Linked DNA regions of Mus musculus: all the other regions are linked to region 4. Evidence: chromatin contacts called from public HiChIP or PLAC-seq data. All regions are on one chromosome and are shown on one strand. Each heading gives the region's core, a stretch centred on a gene start, on an enhancer-like site or on the middle of the called end of the contact. The rest is flanking DNA. Distances are from core to core; before and after follow the strand shown.

The links. HiChIP or PLAC-seq counts read pairs in DNA pulled down with a chosen protein or histone mark.
Region 1: an H3K27ac HiChIP or PLAC-seq map of embryonic stem cells shows a contact between it and region 4, with 9 read pairs. The contact joins the enhancer-like site here to the promoter of Tnk2 in region 4. A contact is called at or near these places in 4 of 115 datasets of contacts at active chromatin or transcription factors (CD8 T cells and embryonic stem cells) and 1 of 9 other capture datasets (adipose tissue).
Region 2: an H3K27ac HiChIP or PLAC-seq map of embryonic stem cells shows a contact between it and region 4, with 7 read pairs. The contact joins the enhancer-like site here to the promoter of Tnk2 in region 4. A contact is called at or near these places in 2 of 484 Hi-C or Micro-C datasets (bone marrow-derived macrophages and trophoblast stem cells), 3 of 115 datasets of contacts at active chromatin or transcription factors (embryonic stem cells and stem cell-derived neural progenitor cells) and 3 of 9 other capture datasets (adipose tissue, liver and pancreatic islet).
Region 3: an HNF4G HiChIP or PLAC-seq map of pancreatic cancer cells shows a contact between it and region 4. The contact joins the enhancer-like site here to the promoter of Tnk2 in region 4. A contact is called at or near these places in 3 of 39 promoter capture datasets (embryonic stem cells, maxillary cranial neural crest and second pharyngeal arch cranial neural crest), 2 of 15 datasets of contacts at CTCF or cohesin (CD8 T cells and the NIH/3T3 cell line), 3 of 115 datasets of contacts at active chromatin or transcription factors (embryonic stem cells and pancreatic cancer cells) and 2 of 9 other capture datasets (adipose tissue and liver).

Annotation. Positions count from the first base shown.
Region 1 is chr16:32,565,708-32,569,302 of GRCm38.p6, forward strand. No RefSeq gene overlaps it. Among named protein-coding and RNA genes, the nearest start is that of Tfrc, 41 kb to the right of the region's middle. Within about 2 kb of position 1,759, at least 19 of the 459 cell types and tissues checked have an H3K27ac peak or open chromatin away from gene starts, as enhancers often do. A contact at or near this core is called in embryonic stem cells, where this site is marked.
Region 2 is chr16:32,536,722-32,539,917 of GRCm38.p6, forward strand. No RefSeq gene overlaps it. Among named protein-coding and RNA genes, the nearest start is that of Zdhhc19, 42 kb to the left of the region's middle. Within about 2 kb of position 1,605, at least 38 of the 459 cell types and tissues checked have an H3K27ac peak or open chromatin away from gene starts, as enhancers often do. A contact at or near this core is called in embryonic stem cells and pancreatic islet, where this site is marked.
Region 3 is chr16:32,712,234-32,715,520 of GRCm38.p6, forward strand. No RefSeq gene overlaps it. Among named protein-coding and RNA genes, the nearest start is that of Gm34766, 15 kb to the left of the region's middle. Within about 2 kb of position 1,903, at least 9 of the 459 cell types and tissues checked have an H3K27ac peak or open chromatin away from gene starts, as enhancers often do. A contact at or near this core is called in pancreatic cancer cells, where this site is marked.
Region 4 is chr16:32,642,449-32,645,941 of GRCm38.p6, forward strand. Tnk2 (tyrosine kinase, non-receptor, 2) reads left to right here and starts at 2,195. Exons shown (of 16, transcript NM_016788.3): 1 at 2,195-2,660.

The sequences.
Region 1 (3,595 bases), core at 509-3,008, 77 kb before region 4:
GGCTCCACATATGCTCCATACCTGAACCCAGACGGCATCTCAATAGACATTCCTCAGTTCACTGAACTCCCCTAACTTGCCTCAGTTCAGGCAGTTCCCATCCTTCTCCCACTGAGCAAGCCCTCAGATTCACTCCTCTTTATGGTATACACTCCTTTCTCAACTAGTGACTTGTATAATTGGAAATCCCAGATCTCCGTTTCTCTGACCAACACTCCATCCCTGTCCTCAGACTTTTGTACCCTAACAAGGATCTCATACATGGGCCAAGACCATGACCAATTCTCCCTTCTGTAAAACTGACTTTACTTAAAACTCTTGTGGCTAGCTGGGTGGTGGTTGCGGCGGCGGCAGCGGCAGTGCATGCCTTTAATCACAGCACTTGAGAGGCAGAGGCAGGCAGATTTCTGAGTTTGAGGCCAGCCTGGTCTACAGAGTGAGTTCCAGGACAGCCAAGGCTACACAGAGAAACCCTGTCTTGAAAGCCAAAACAAAACAAAAAAAAATCCCCAAAACAACAAACAAACAAAAACCCAACTCCCACTTCCCAATGTTAGAAAACTAAAGGACCCCCATCCCCGTCTTCCCTCTTGATTTACTCCTTAGGAAATAGGGTGCCATGGGTGGCTTCAGGCAAAACCTGCTCTTTCTATGCCAACTGATCAGGAGTAATTAATGAAGACTTTGCCATGGTTAGGGAAAATCTCAGTTTAAAAAAAAAAAAGACAGATGGGGCTGGAGAGATGGCTCAGTGGTTATGAGCACTCACTGCTCTTCCAGAGGTCCTGAGTTCAATTCCCAGCAGCCACATGGTGGCTCACAACCATCCGTAATGGGATCTGATGTCCTCTTCTGGTGTGTCTGAAGACAACGACAATGTACTCACATACATAAAGTAAATCAATCAATCAAAAATAAAAAAGACAGACATAAATCAGATCATTAGTCCCAGCCTTGGTTCTCTTGGTCCCTCAGGGTAACTACTCAGCTATCAGCACTGGCTGGGCCTCTCGTACTCATTCTCATTGGATTAAGGTTGGACCTTGCATCTTTACCGTATGCCCAGTTATGTAAAACCAAGGGTGAGTTCAGTCAAGTCGATGGCTCTTAGGACCAGCCTCACTCTTTAAAGCAGGATGAGTCTGAGATTTGACTCATTTTCCTAAGACCCAGTGGAGAATGTGACCAGGTCACCCAGGTTCCTCCGTCTTGTCCCAGCTGCAGCCATCCAAGGCTGACTCAGAGGTGACCCTCCCCCAACCACCATCCCACTCACACCTCCTCCCATGGGAATGTCACTTAGAAATTTATCCAACTTTGTCCCAGGGACTTGAGGTCGAAACGCCCCAGCTAACTGATTTTTGCTTTGTAAAGACTCTCAAATTGGGACTCTGGTTTTGTTGAGTGGTCTTTGCCCCGTGACAATCTGAGGATCACAATATCTCAGGTTGTTCTCTGACCTCCACACACATGTGCACATGTGCATTCACATACATATGAACATGTGCTCATATACAGATATATAAACATACAACCAGAGAGAGAGAGAGACCCAGACTCGACAAGAGGAGAGCTGAATCAGTAGCAAGACTTGCTCAACAAGCATACCCTAGCTTGATTTGAGCCTTCTCTGGGGACTCCTTGTTTAGCAGGACAGCCAAACAGAGGAAGCCACGAGCTATACAGAAAAGGCCGAGAGCACACCCTTCCATTACAGAAGGAAGCTGAGGCCCCAGGAGGTCTGAAGTCAGGTCACAGAGTGAAAGGGAGACCGGATATGTTGATTCAGGGACTCAATGCACAGCTCCTCTCAGGACCTCAGATGCTACAACAGACTGAAGAAAGCAAAAATCCCTGGGCCTACCTGGCTAACACAGCCTCTAGAGGGGGAAATGAAAGAGCCAACAGCATTCGAAGCTCCTCAGTAGGACCTGTCCCCAGAGTGAGGAAGTTAGAGATAAAATTCCTTAAATTCTTAATACCTTGTAACACTCTTCCAAAATTCCCAAGAAACTAAACTCTTATTTAGAATAAATAAATACAGCTTTGAAGCTGTTGGAAGTAAGGGATATTTTGTGGGCCACAGAGGCAAGAGAGATCAACATAATGAGAAAGAATTTTTGCAATAAGAATTTTACAGACTTGTTACCACTGAGCCAAGACTGCACACTCCAGCCTCAGCTTTGTGGGATGCCCTGGGTTCCAACACACACACACACACACACACACACACACACACACACACACACACACACGATAGTCATAGAATTAAATGAATGAATGTCCCAGGCACAGAATAGTGGGAGCTATCACTGCCAGCCCCAGCCATCTTGGTGGACAGGAGCCCTATCCTGTCTGACCGGGCCTCTGCTTTTAGGCCGTTCTCCTATTGGAAGCTACATACACTTTTGCTCAAAAATATAGTCCTTAGGCCAGCAGGAGCTGTCACATGGGAGATGGTTAGGAAGCTGAATTGAGGCCCCACCAAAACCTGCTGAAGCAGAATCATTATTCTAGCAAGCTCGTTGGGGGGATTCTGTCCAGTGTGGACGTTTAGGAAACTCTAGAACAGGCCATTGAAAGAACAACCTTTGCTCTTCATTTCCACAAGGAGAGGGCTTTAGCACCTTTGCAGCCAGAAGCCCTCTGTCCTCCTGTGGCCTGTCTTCCCCATCCCCTGCTTTCCATAGGATGGTGACATTCCACCTGGGAGACCCTGGCCTTATCCCAGGGTGACCGACAGCAGGGAGCTAGGGGGTCAATCTGTGGAGCCTCCGGCTTTGCCCTCCATCCACGTGATCCTCTCCAAGTCCCTGTGGCTTACAGCCAGCACCAGTTTTCCCCAGAAGGCCAGCTGCCCCCACCAGAGCCGGTCATGAGGCTGGCTGTGGGGTGACTAACCGTCAGCACCCAGTTCTGAGGTGCTGAGATGTGCTAAACCCTCAGTGAGCCAGGGGAGGAGCTGTCCATTTGTTCCTGATAATTCTCTGCACTGGCAATGTTTTCCTAAGGGGCAGGATTTACCAGCTTTGCCCCTCCCCACACACGAGTTTGCTCTAGAAGTCAGGGAAGTCTCCCTGCTGCCATTATTAGTCTTATGACTTAAGCAAGTTCCTTGCCATCTCTCATGGGATCAGATGGAACGTTAGGGAAGCTCTCTATGGCCTCTCCTCTCTTCTCAGGAGTAAGGATAAGCATGCCTGGGTCAGATGGAAAGAAAGATCTGGAAGGTCAAGCAGGGGAATTTGGACTTGGTGCTCTAAGCTTCTGCTAAACCAGTGGCTGTCCTTGTAACGTTTCGCCAGCAAAGCACACTCGGACAACCAGATCCTTCTATGGCAAAGCTTTAACCCGGAAAATGGAGCTGCTTAAATACCCCTCTGTGTGACGTGTCAGCTCCTGATTAGCTGCTCACTCATCACCCCACTCCTACACCCCGGGATGGGCAGTGACTTGGCACGAAATTACTCCAGCACCTGCGCACATTGCTTGTTTACTAGGTAGGCACTGTGGAAGCCAGCGCCATCTTGTAATGGCGATTGCTCACGGCTCTCCACAAGTGGCCCTGTGAACCATCAAGATGTGCCAGCAAGTA
Region 2 (3,196 bases), core at 355-2,854, 110 kb before region 4:
TGGTTTAAGAAACTGCTAAGCTTTCTTTCTTTCTTTCTTTCTTTCTTTCTTTCGTTCTTTCTTTGTTTTTTTGTCAAATACAGTCTAACAGGAGTCAAACTGAAAAAGGAAACTTCAGCTGAGAAAATGTCCCCATCAGATTGTCTAGTAGGCAAAAGATAATTGAGTATTTTCTTGGAAAAAAAAAAACCCTCAATTAGTTGAAGACAAGGACCTTCAGCATTAGACTCACAGATTCCCAATTAAAGCATTAGAACCAGTTGCCAACACTCTTGTTCTTGCAGAGGACCTGAGTTCAATTCCCAGCACCAACATGGTGGCTCTGATAGAACCTAGTGGGGAAACCCCCACTCAACTCCCGATTCGGTGTGCACCCAAGAATCACGAACAGACTACCATCTTGATGTAATTACATGAGGACGTTTAATTACGGAGCTCCAGACCGACATGTATCCCACACAGGAGATAACGGATGTTGGCCACGAGGCTTGAAAGCTAGGGGTTTTTATGGGGTAAGGGGCTTAGGGATGTGGAATTCAGCACAGCGACACACTATTGGCTTATTCAAACATTAACAGAAAGAACATAGGGCATCAGGACTTTCTTCCTGTGGACTGGGGGGCTTATCTTTGTTCACATAGCAACCAGTTGATGTATGACTTTACCCGGCACCAAGGGGCAATAGACAGAGGGGAGATTCTTAGATAATATAGCCCTGCTGGTCCTTGTATCTTTACAGTCAAGATGTTCTTAGGAATGCCTTAACAACAGCCCTGCCCTGGCATGCCTGGGGGCTGTTCTGCTTTGTTCTTGGTCCCAGGCCGGGCTGTGGGCTCCTAAACTCACAAGTTACAATATTTTATCTTCCTTCAGCACAATCATCTGATCCCAGAGATCTGATGCCCTCTTCTGACGTCTGTGGTACAAGGTATACACATGGTGCATATACATACATCCAGGCAAAATATTCATATATTCAAAATAAAATAAAATAAAATAAAATAAAAAGATAAACAAACAAACAAACTGTTTATCAATAAATACTAATGAAGTTTTAATCAGCTCAGATTTTCTCAGTGGCCCTAGTGTATAGTTCAAATTCTTAGGTAATGAGGAAGGCCACGAAGAGTTTCTAAGTGTGATGCTATTTCCTAAATGCTAAGTGAATTAGTTTACAAGCCAGGTAGAAAATCATTAGTAACTGAGTATCAGGGCGTGGGAGAGATGTTTCCAGCACAGAAAAGCCCAAGCATGCTGGTATAGTACTAAGGCCTTTCTCCCTAACTCGTGAAGTGTTTTTTCCTCTTAAGAGTTGACTGGATAACCAAATTCCAACTGAAGGAGTTCCTAACAGGGACTGTAGCTCAAGAGCCCTAGCCATCAAGCACGAAGAAGGAATCTTAGAAGAGGGGCTGCTCTCCTAGAGGACCATCTGCCTCCAGCTTGAGACCTTGTTCCTCAAGAGTCCTAATTTTAGATCAAGCAAGGGCTTAATCTCTTCTTATATTTGTATCTGTAGCCCCTTTGTTCTGCTGCAGCCTTTAGCCTACTCACTGTGTTTACCTTACCTCTCCTTTTATCTTCTTTACTGGTGGGCCCCCTGGCCAGCAGAACTTTGTAGAGCTTACCCAGCAGGGTGGAACCATGGCCTCAGCAAGGTCCTGGGCTCTGCTGGGTCCTTCCTGCCCCTCAGGCTTTTGTAGGGTGGGGGAGTCCTTGATCTTGAATCCAAGCTGTGAGGGTCTGTGGGTGGCCCAGCTTCAAAGTGAGCCAACCCAGGAGGCTTCCTGGAAGCTGGACGGACTCCTCCGCAGAGCCTGTCTCTGAGGGTCATGTGAGGAGGAGCTGGGGTCCAGACCATCAACAAGGGAAGCATAAACTGTGCATGGCACATTGAGTGGTGTGATCTGTGAACAAACAGACAAACCAAATATTTGATGTTGGGGAATGGAGCATAAAAAAAATGTATTAAATGATTCCATTTAGGTAAAAGCACTCACATGCTGCTTTGAGTACATTTATGTGTAAATAAGGGGGCAGAAAGGTTTTTTTAAGGTCGAAGCCTGAACATCAAACCAACAGAGCAAATTAAAAATCAAAATGGAGTCAGGATAAAAGTCAAACCTAAGCTAAGTTATTATCCTACTCTTGGAGAAGTTAATATGAGAGTTCTCACAAAAATCTTTTTCACTTGGAATGAAAATGAAATGCCAGCCTTTAATTCCAGCCTTCAGGAGGTAGAGGTAGGTAATCTTAGGAATTTGAGTCTGGTCTACAGAGTGAGTTTCAGGACCACCAGTGTTAGCATTCCTTCTAGGCTCCGCCCCACGGTTACCTAGCAACAGTCAGGAAGCTTAACTCACTATAAAAGGGGCTCCTTGCCTCCTTTTCTCTCTCTTTCTTGCTCTCTTACCCTCTCTGTCTTTTCTCTCCCCAAACTCCCTTCCTCCTTCCCTTCCTCTCTCTCTCCCTCCCTCCCTCCCTCCCTCCCTCCCTCCCTCCCTCCCTCCCTCCCTCTTTCTCCCTCACCCTGCCTTTTTCTGTCTCTACTCCCTCCTCAACTCCCCTCCCCATGCCCTAAATAAACTCTTCCATATTATATCCGTGGCTGGTACCTGGGGCTGCGGGGAGAGGAGAAGGAGGGATGCCTTATCATGGCATCCTGCAGAGGTGCCCCCTTCCACCTCTACCAAACTATCCTGGTTCTCTCTCTCTCTCTCTCTCTCTCTCTTTCTTATAAAACACAATAGCCTACACAGAGAAACCCAGTCTCTAAATTCCCCCACCCCCTAAAACAAAACAAAACCCTGCACTGAACTGAAGAGTTCCCTGTTTCAATGGATATTGATTTTTGTTTTTAAAAATCTAAATAATTCTTAGAGCTTTGAGAAGGAGTAAGATGGGGTGGGGTGGGGTGGGGTGCTACTGCTTAGAGTGAAAGATGTAACTTTTTGCTTTTAAGTTATCTTCTAAGTAAACTAAGCACAGTAAAAATAGTGACAGGAGGGACTTACAAAGAATTATTGAGCTGATATTTCTCTCATTATATATCACAGACAGACAGACAGACAGACAGACAGACAGACAGACAGATAGATAGATAGATAGATAGATAGATAGATAGATAGATAGATAGATATAGCTTTTTTTTGAGACTGCCTTGAGTAACCAAGGCTAGGTTTCAAACTTGATGCAT
Region 3 (3,287 bases), core at 653-3,152, 69 kb after region 4:
CAGCGGCATCTGTGGTGCCCAAGAGTCTGAGAACCTGCCATCCCTGGCCCCCCCCCCCCCCCCGAGGCAAATCCAGCAATCCCCCAGGACCTTAGATTGTGCTTCCGCAGCTCTGGAACAGGGTTCCTCGGCTTCTCACAGTCCAACGCCCATCCTGTGACGCCATGGGGAACGAGCAGTCAAGACTTCCCTTGTCCTGCCTTGCCGAGCGGCCCAAGCCCCAAGCGGTCCTGGGCCATCTTTTAACCCACATCTATGCACCCACTGATAGACATCTGGGCTGTTTCCGTTTTCTAATTGTTATGAATGAAACATCAGTGAATATGAATATGCAGGTTATAGAATTCTTTGAAGACATACCTAGGAATGATATAACTTTGTTTAATTTTTATTTTTTTGAGACAGTGTCTCACTGTATCCCTGGCTCTCCTGGAGCTCACAGAGATTTGCCGACCTCTGCCTCCTAGATGGTGAGATTAAAGTTGGGTCCCACCATATCCAGCAATATTCTGTCACTGACAAAATCACTTAGACTTACACAAAAAACTCAATGTTTTAGTAGACATGGGTACCACGGAATGGCTACATTGTGATGCATATTACTTCATGTTTTATAATTCTTTGTAGAGAGAATATTTAAATGTATTGTCTTAACAATTTTCAAACTTATAGCATGCTGCTACTAAGCTGCTTTAAGCATGTTGTGGTCATTGTGATATATATATATATATATATATATATATATATATATACACACACACACAACTCTCTTGAACTTAGTTCTCCAATTTCACTGAAATTTCGTGTCCTTTGGTCAACGCCTCCTTAACCTGGTCAAGTTGAGCCTTTAGCGCCTACCATTTGACTGTGGGCTTGTACACATTTGATGATTTTAGAGCCTGCATAAGAGTGAGTTTGTTTTTCTGTGGGCAACTTTTTATCACTTAACACGGCATTCTCCAGGTTCATCCACGGTGCAGCAGATGACAGGACGTCATGTTTGTCCAGCTGATTAGTATGTTCTTTTCATATGCACCTCATCTTCTGTACCCACGCCCTGTATGTTTATCCAACTGTCCACTGTTAAGGGACACAAGGTCGCTGCCATCTCTTGGCTGTGGCGTACGCTGAGTGTAGATGTCTCTTCAACATACCAGTCTGACATCCTTTGGATAAACACCCACCTGAAATGAGATTGCTGAATCCGGTGGTTGTTGCGATTTTAGTTTCTTGAGGAATCTCTGCATCGTTCTTCAGGATGGCTAATTCTCATCCCTCCTGAGCACGCTCGAGGGTTCCATTTTCTCTCCATTCTCACCACCGCTTACCTTTCTTTTCGTTGATAATAGCTGTTCTGATGTGTATGAGACCTTCATTCTCTGTGGCTTTAATGTTTATTCTCCGGCTATTATTGGTGTTGAGCCAATTTCTAAATGCCCTTTGGCTATTCCTAATCATACCTCTGAGAACGCCTGCCCAGATCCTCTGTCTATTTTTAAATCAGGGTATTTGTTTTCATGATTAAGTCATTTGGCGTCTGTAGAGGTGTTTGCAAAGAAGCCTTATTGGGTATGGAGCCCACAGCTCTTTTCCCTCCGTGCACAGGGATGCCTTGCCTGTGCTATTTGCTTTGCTGTGCAGGGGTTTTTAGGTGACTGTACAATCTCTCTTGTTCTCTTTCGCTTTCATTCACTTTGTTCTTGGGATCATGGCCACCCCCCCCAAAAAAAAAACCAAAAAACAAAAAACAAAACAAAACAAAAACATGGCCCAGATCGATGTCAGAAATCTCGTCATGTTTTCGTCTAGTAGTTTTGTGGCTTCAGGTCTAGGATTTCAGCCTTTAATCCACCCTGAGATGAGGTACATGGTGTGAGAAGAGAGGGCGCCTTCATTCTCCTGCCTAAGACAATCCAGAGCTCTCAGCACATTTGTGGAAGAGACTCTCCTTTGCACCCTGTTCTCAGCATCTCTGTGGAAAATCAGTTTATTTCTCAGCTCCTTACTCTGTTCCACTGATCTGTGCCTATTTTGGATCTGGGGTGTACTATTTTCATTACTGAGCTTTTAGAGTTCGAGAAAGGTAATGTACTGAAATGCTAATTATAGTAGAGAATACATAGTTCTTGTGGGGTGTGCGTGTACGTGTGTGCGTGTGCGTGTGTGTGTGTGTGTGTGTCCACTTTCAATGATGGCCAATGCTGGGGTTGGATGGCAAAGGATTTGCTGCACAAGCCCGAGAACCTGAGTTTGGATCCCCTGAATCTAAGAACAGACATAAATCCCAGTGCTCTTATAGTAAAACAGGGGTTAGAGACAGGGGGATTACCAGGAGCTTGAGGGCCAGCTAGCCTGGTGTATATGTCAGAAAAACAACAGAGAGACTGTCATAAATAAGGAGGACGGTGAGGGTGCACCCACACAGTGTGCATGTGTGTGTATGTGTGTGCGCATACAGGCATGTGCACGCACACACAGAATATAAACTTTTAGAAGAAAGAAAAAAAATTAAAACTATGAAAAAGTAAGATAATGAGGATAAGAAGGAGGTTGGCCTGGAGTTTGTGACCGTTCCCTCAGCTGGATAGTTATGTTTTATTCTGTCACCAAGCAGGAGGTGGCTTAAGCTATTGCCCTTCAGGAGACTTTGGCTGCCTTCAGGTGCGGACCACTATGGAGACAGAGACTTGTGTGGCCTCAAGGTACCCTCTGGAGGACCATGAGGAGCTGGAGGCAGGCAGTGCCCTGAGGCGCAGAGGCTGCTGGCTCCTCAGTCTCAGGCTCTCGGGGATGGAGGAAGCTGGTGCTCGCCAGCCCTTATAGACAGCGTAGCTAGTTATGAAAGGCACCCTCACCCTTTCGGTTAGAATCTCCCCAGGCTAGAGGGCCTGGGCCTTTCCTTGGGTAGATGTGCAGAGCTGGCGGTTCATTGGTGGGGGAAGAATGGATGGGTATGGTGGCCCCGGGGTGGGAATTCATGTTTTAACAGATTGGGTAGCTAGAACGGTATCTGGAGAAGAGGCAGTAGTAGAAAGCGGGGTGTGGGGGTGTGGGGGGATGGGGGCTCAGAACTGGGTGTCAGAAGTTAGTCATGGAGTTGCAGAGGGGAGTAGAGGGTCAGTGGATTGGGGGAGGGGTGAACTGAAGTGCTGCGTCCGGGAGGAAGGCGGGGACTAGCTGGATATATGATAAGGACCGTATAAGAAAAAAAGGTCTTTTAACAGTTTGCATCATCAAAACCGAGAAGGAACGGACTTCTCTTGGTCCCCTTTGCTGAAGAGGCTCTG
Region 4 (3,493 bases), core at 945-3,444:
TGCTATTGCTACGGGTGACAGGGTGACAGGAGAACAAGGAGAGCGTAAAGCCACGCACGCACGCACGCGCACAGACTCTGTGAATCTTAGCCACTGTCGTTACTGAGGCAAACAGTACAAGGGAGGTTGGTGCACTGAACCCTTTTTTCCCCCTGTGCCCCTCTCACTCAAGGGCGAGCTGCGATGCAGAATATTCACTCCTCTGCTCCCAGGCAAGAGAATGGGCTGTATGAAGTGATTCAGCACGTTTCTCTGCTCACCTTACAGAGCAAGCCACCGTGACCCAAATCTGCCAAGCTTAGGCTCTGGGTGGCTTATGTGGCCGTCCTATCTGCTCACCCCTCTGGCCACAACCTTTGGTCCCAACGAGACTCAGAAGTCAAGGGTTGAAGGGGGGAAAAAAATCAAGTTTATTAAAATGTTTACCCCCAGGAGACGAGTGGAGGGGCTACTGTCCCCCAAGATGACTAAGTGCACAAAACACAAAAGCACTCTTATTAATCAATTAATTGATTAATTAGAGACAGGGTCTCTCTGTGTAGCCCTGGCTGTCCTGGAACTCACTTTGTAGACCAGGCTGGCCTGGACCTCAGAAATCTGCCCGCCTCTGCTTCCCCAGTGCTGGGATTAAAGATGTGTGCCTCCATCTGACAAAAAGGAGCTTTTATAAGTCTGGTGTGGTAAATGAGCAGAAAGAAGTCTTCCTCATCCAGGGCCAGCATCTTTTCCTTTCTTCCTATCTTTCTTTCTTTCTTTCTTTCTTTCTTTCTTTCTTTCTTTCTTTCTTTCTTTCTTTCTTTCTTTCTTTCTTCTTCTTCTTCTTCTTCTTCTTCTTCTTCTTCTTCTTCTTCTTCTTCTTCTTCTTCTTCTTCTTCTCTCTCTCTTCCTTCTTTCTTATTCCCTTCCTTCCTTCCTTTCTTTCTTTCTTTCTTTCTTTCTTTCTTTCTTTCTTTCTTTCTTCCTTCCTTCCTTCCTTCCTTCCTTCCTTCCTTTCCTTTCTCTAGCTAAGCTATGTTACATTTGACCTTGACTGCCTGGGGTGAGCTCCTGTAACTTTTTTTTTTTTTTTTTTTTTTTTTTTTCCGAGACAGGGTTTCTCTGTGTATCCCTGGCTGTGAGACAGGGTTTCTCTGGGTATCCCTGGCTGTCCTGGAACTCACTTTGAAGACCAGGCTGGCCTCGAACTCAGAAATCTGTCTGCTCTACCTCCCAAGTACTGGCTAAATTCAGACTCTTATTCCAGGACTTGTTCTCACTTGAATTTATTAATCGATGAAACCTCCTAATTTTGAACTTCATTTTTTTTTTTTTTGAGTGTGTGTGTGTGTGTGTGTGTGTGTGTGTATGGACCAGGGCCCTTTAAGAAGGCGGAGCGACCCCAGCGGGCCCCACCCCCTAGGGCGGCGCAGGCGCGCGCGGGCTCTGAGAACCCGGCTGGAGGGCCGCCGGCTCGCGGGGCCGCAGCACCTGCGGCGCGGCGCCGGGGTGGCCGAGGTCGAGTGTGGGCGGCGAGGGCGGGACGCCGGGCCCGCTTGGGGCCGAGGCGGAAGCCGCGGGGCGGGGGCGCGCAGGGCAGCACCATCTGGAGGGGCGGGAGCGCGCGGCCTCTGGGGGGCAGGCGCGTGCGCGGCGCGGCGGGCGCGGGGGGTCGGCGGCGGGGGGCGCAGGAGGAGCGCGGCGGGCTGAGCCCCGCGCTGCCGGAGCAGCAGCCGGCGCGCGTCGGGCGGCTCAGCTGGGGCCCGCAGCTTCTTCGCGGGCTGAAGCTCGGCGTGGAGGAGCAGGGCGGGGTGGGTCCGGCCGTGCAGGAGGAGGGCGGCGTGGGGCTGGGGGTGCAGGAGCGGGGCGGCCGCGGTCACGAGCCTAGTCTGGGGGTGGTGTGGGGGCCGCCCGACGCCGCGGACTGGAGGCGCCGGGCGCGCTGGACGGGTTCGGCCGGCGGGCCGGTGGCGCAGGAGGAGGGCCTGGGGCCCCGCAGGCAGCAGCAGGAGAAGGGGGGAGGCGGCCCCGCAGTGCAGGAGCGCGGCGAGGCCCGTGCCGGGGTGCAGGAGCGCGGGGAGGGCAGCCCACGCAGGCTTCTGCGGCAGCCAGAGGAGCTGCCCGAGTTGGCTCACGGCCCCTGCCCGCGCACGGAGGAGCTCGAAAGTTCGGACGAGCGCAGCTGGGAGAGCTGCAGGCATCTGGGCGGGGAGGCGGTGGTCCTTGGAGCATCCCTAGCGAGTGGGGACAGACTCGAGCTGCTGGGGAGAGCCAGGCCTGTAGGGCCCCGAGGGCCTGAAGGAGAGGGGCGCCTGGGGGTGCAGGAAGCAAATTGGCTGCCCGGGGTGCAAGAGGGCCAGGTAGTGTGGGCTGTTCAGGAGACGTATCTGAACGGTAAAGGGTCCTCAGGGGGAGAGGGATTCCAAGAGGGACACAGGACCCGCAGGCGCAGACGGCGAAGGAGGTGGTAATCGGCAAGCTGCCTTCCTTGCTGGCATCAGGGTTGCTCTAGTGCCAAGAGTAATGCAGGAAGATGTAGGGGATTGGGGAGCAGAAGAGCGCTGTGAACCTGACCTTTGGAAGATATTGCTGGAGGGTAGGCACTGGCCTGCAAGATCCTTTCTGCTACCTCAAGTCTGAGCATCCTCGAAGCAGTGTCTGCCTGGGGACAGCTGGAAACTCAGGTACGGATGGCCAATATTGTTATCGGAGTTGATATGATTAGAAGCATCGGAGAATGGGTTCCAAACATCCCTTGTCCTCTCTAGTTGACCAACCTGGGCATCACCCCTCACGAACACACACATACACACACGTACGCACGCACGCGCACACACACACGCAAGCACCCACCACATATAATTGTAAGTAGCAGCTGCTGTAGTGGAGTAGTCACCGCTTTCAAGTCTAGACTGGATGTGGAACCATTTGAGTGGCTGCCTGGTATAGGCAGAGGGAAGAGAAGGCAGGATAGCCCCAGGGACTAAGTCATCCCCTTCACCTATCTGCTGGTGGAGGTAGGTGTGTCTCTGTGCAAGCTGTTGTGCAACCTGCATCACCGGCCTCAAGTCCTCCCGAAAGGGAAAATGGATAGTGTTGCATTAGCCGCTGTGCCTTATCTTGTAGTCCTGTTGATCACGTGAGTGTGGCAGCCAGTAGTGACTTGGGCACGAGCCTGGCCTGCGCCTTGCCACACGGTTTTGTCACGGTTGATTATGCTGTGGGCCCAAAGCCAAGGATGGGTAGAACTGCAGAGAGCAACTGGTGAGGTCTTCATTTCTGAATGGAATGGGAAGGGAGGTTGTACCAGCGGCTGCTACCCATGCCTTGACCTCACTCTAGAAGCTGGCAAATAGAGAAGCCTGTGGTATCCTATTAAGACCTCCTCACCTCCCCGCGACCGTGGCTCCTTCTTGGCGCCGCCTAGAGGTGGAGCCTGCAGGCCAATGGGTAGATTTGATTTCTTGTTGGCATATGAACCCACCTCTTTCCTGGTTCAGGTGGTCTTGGTTGACAG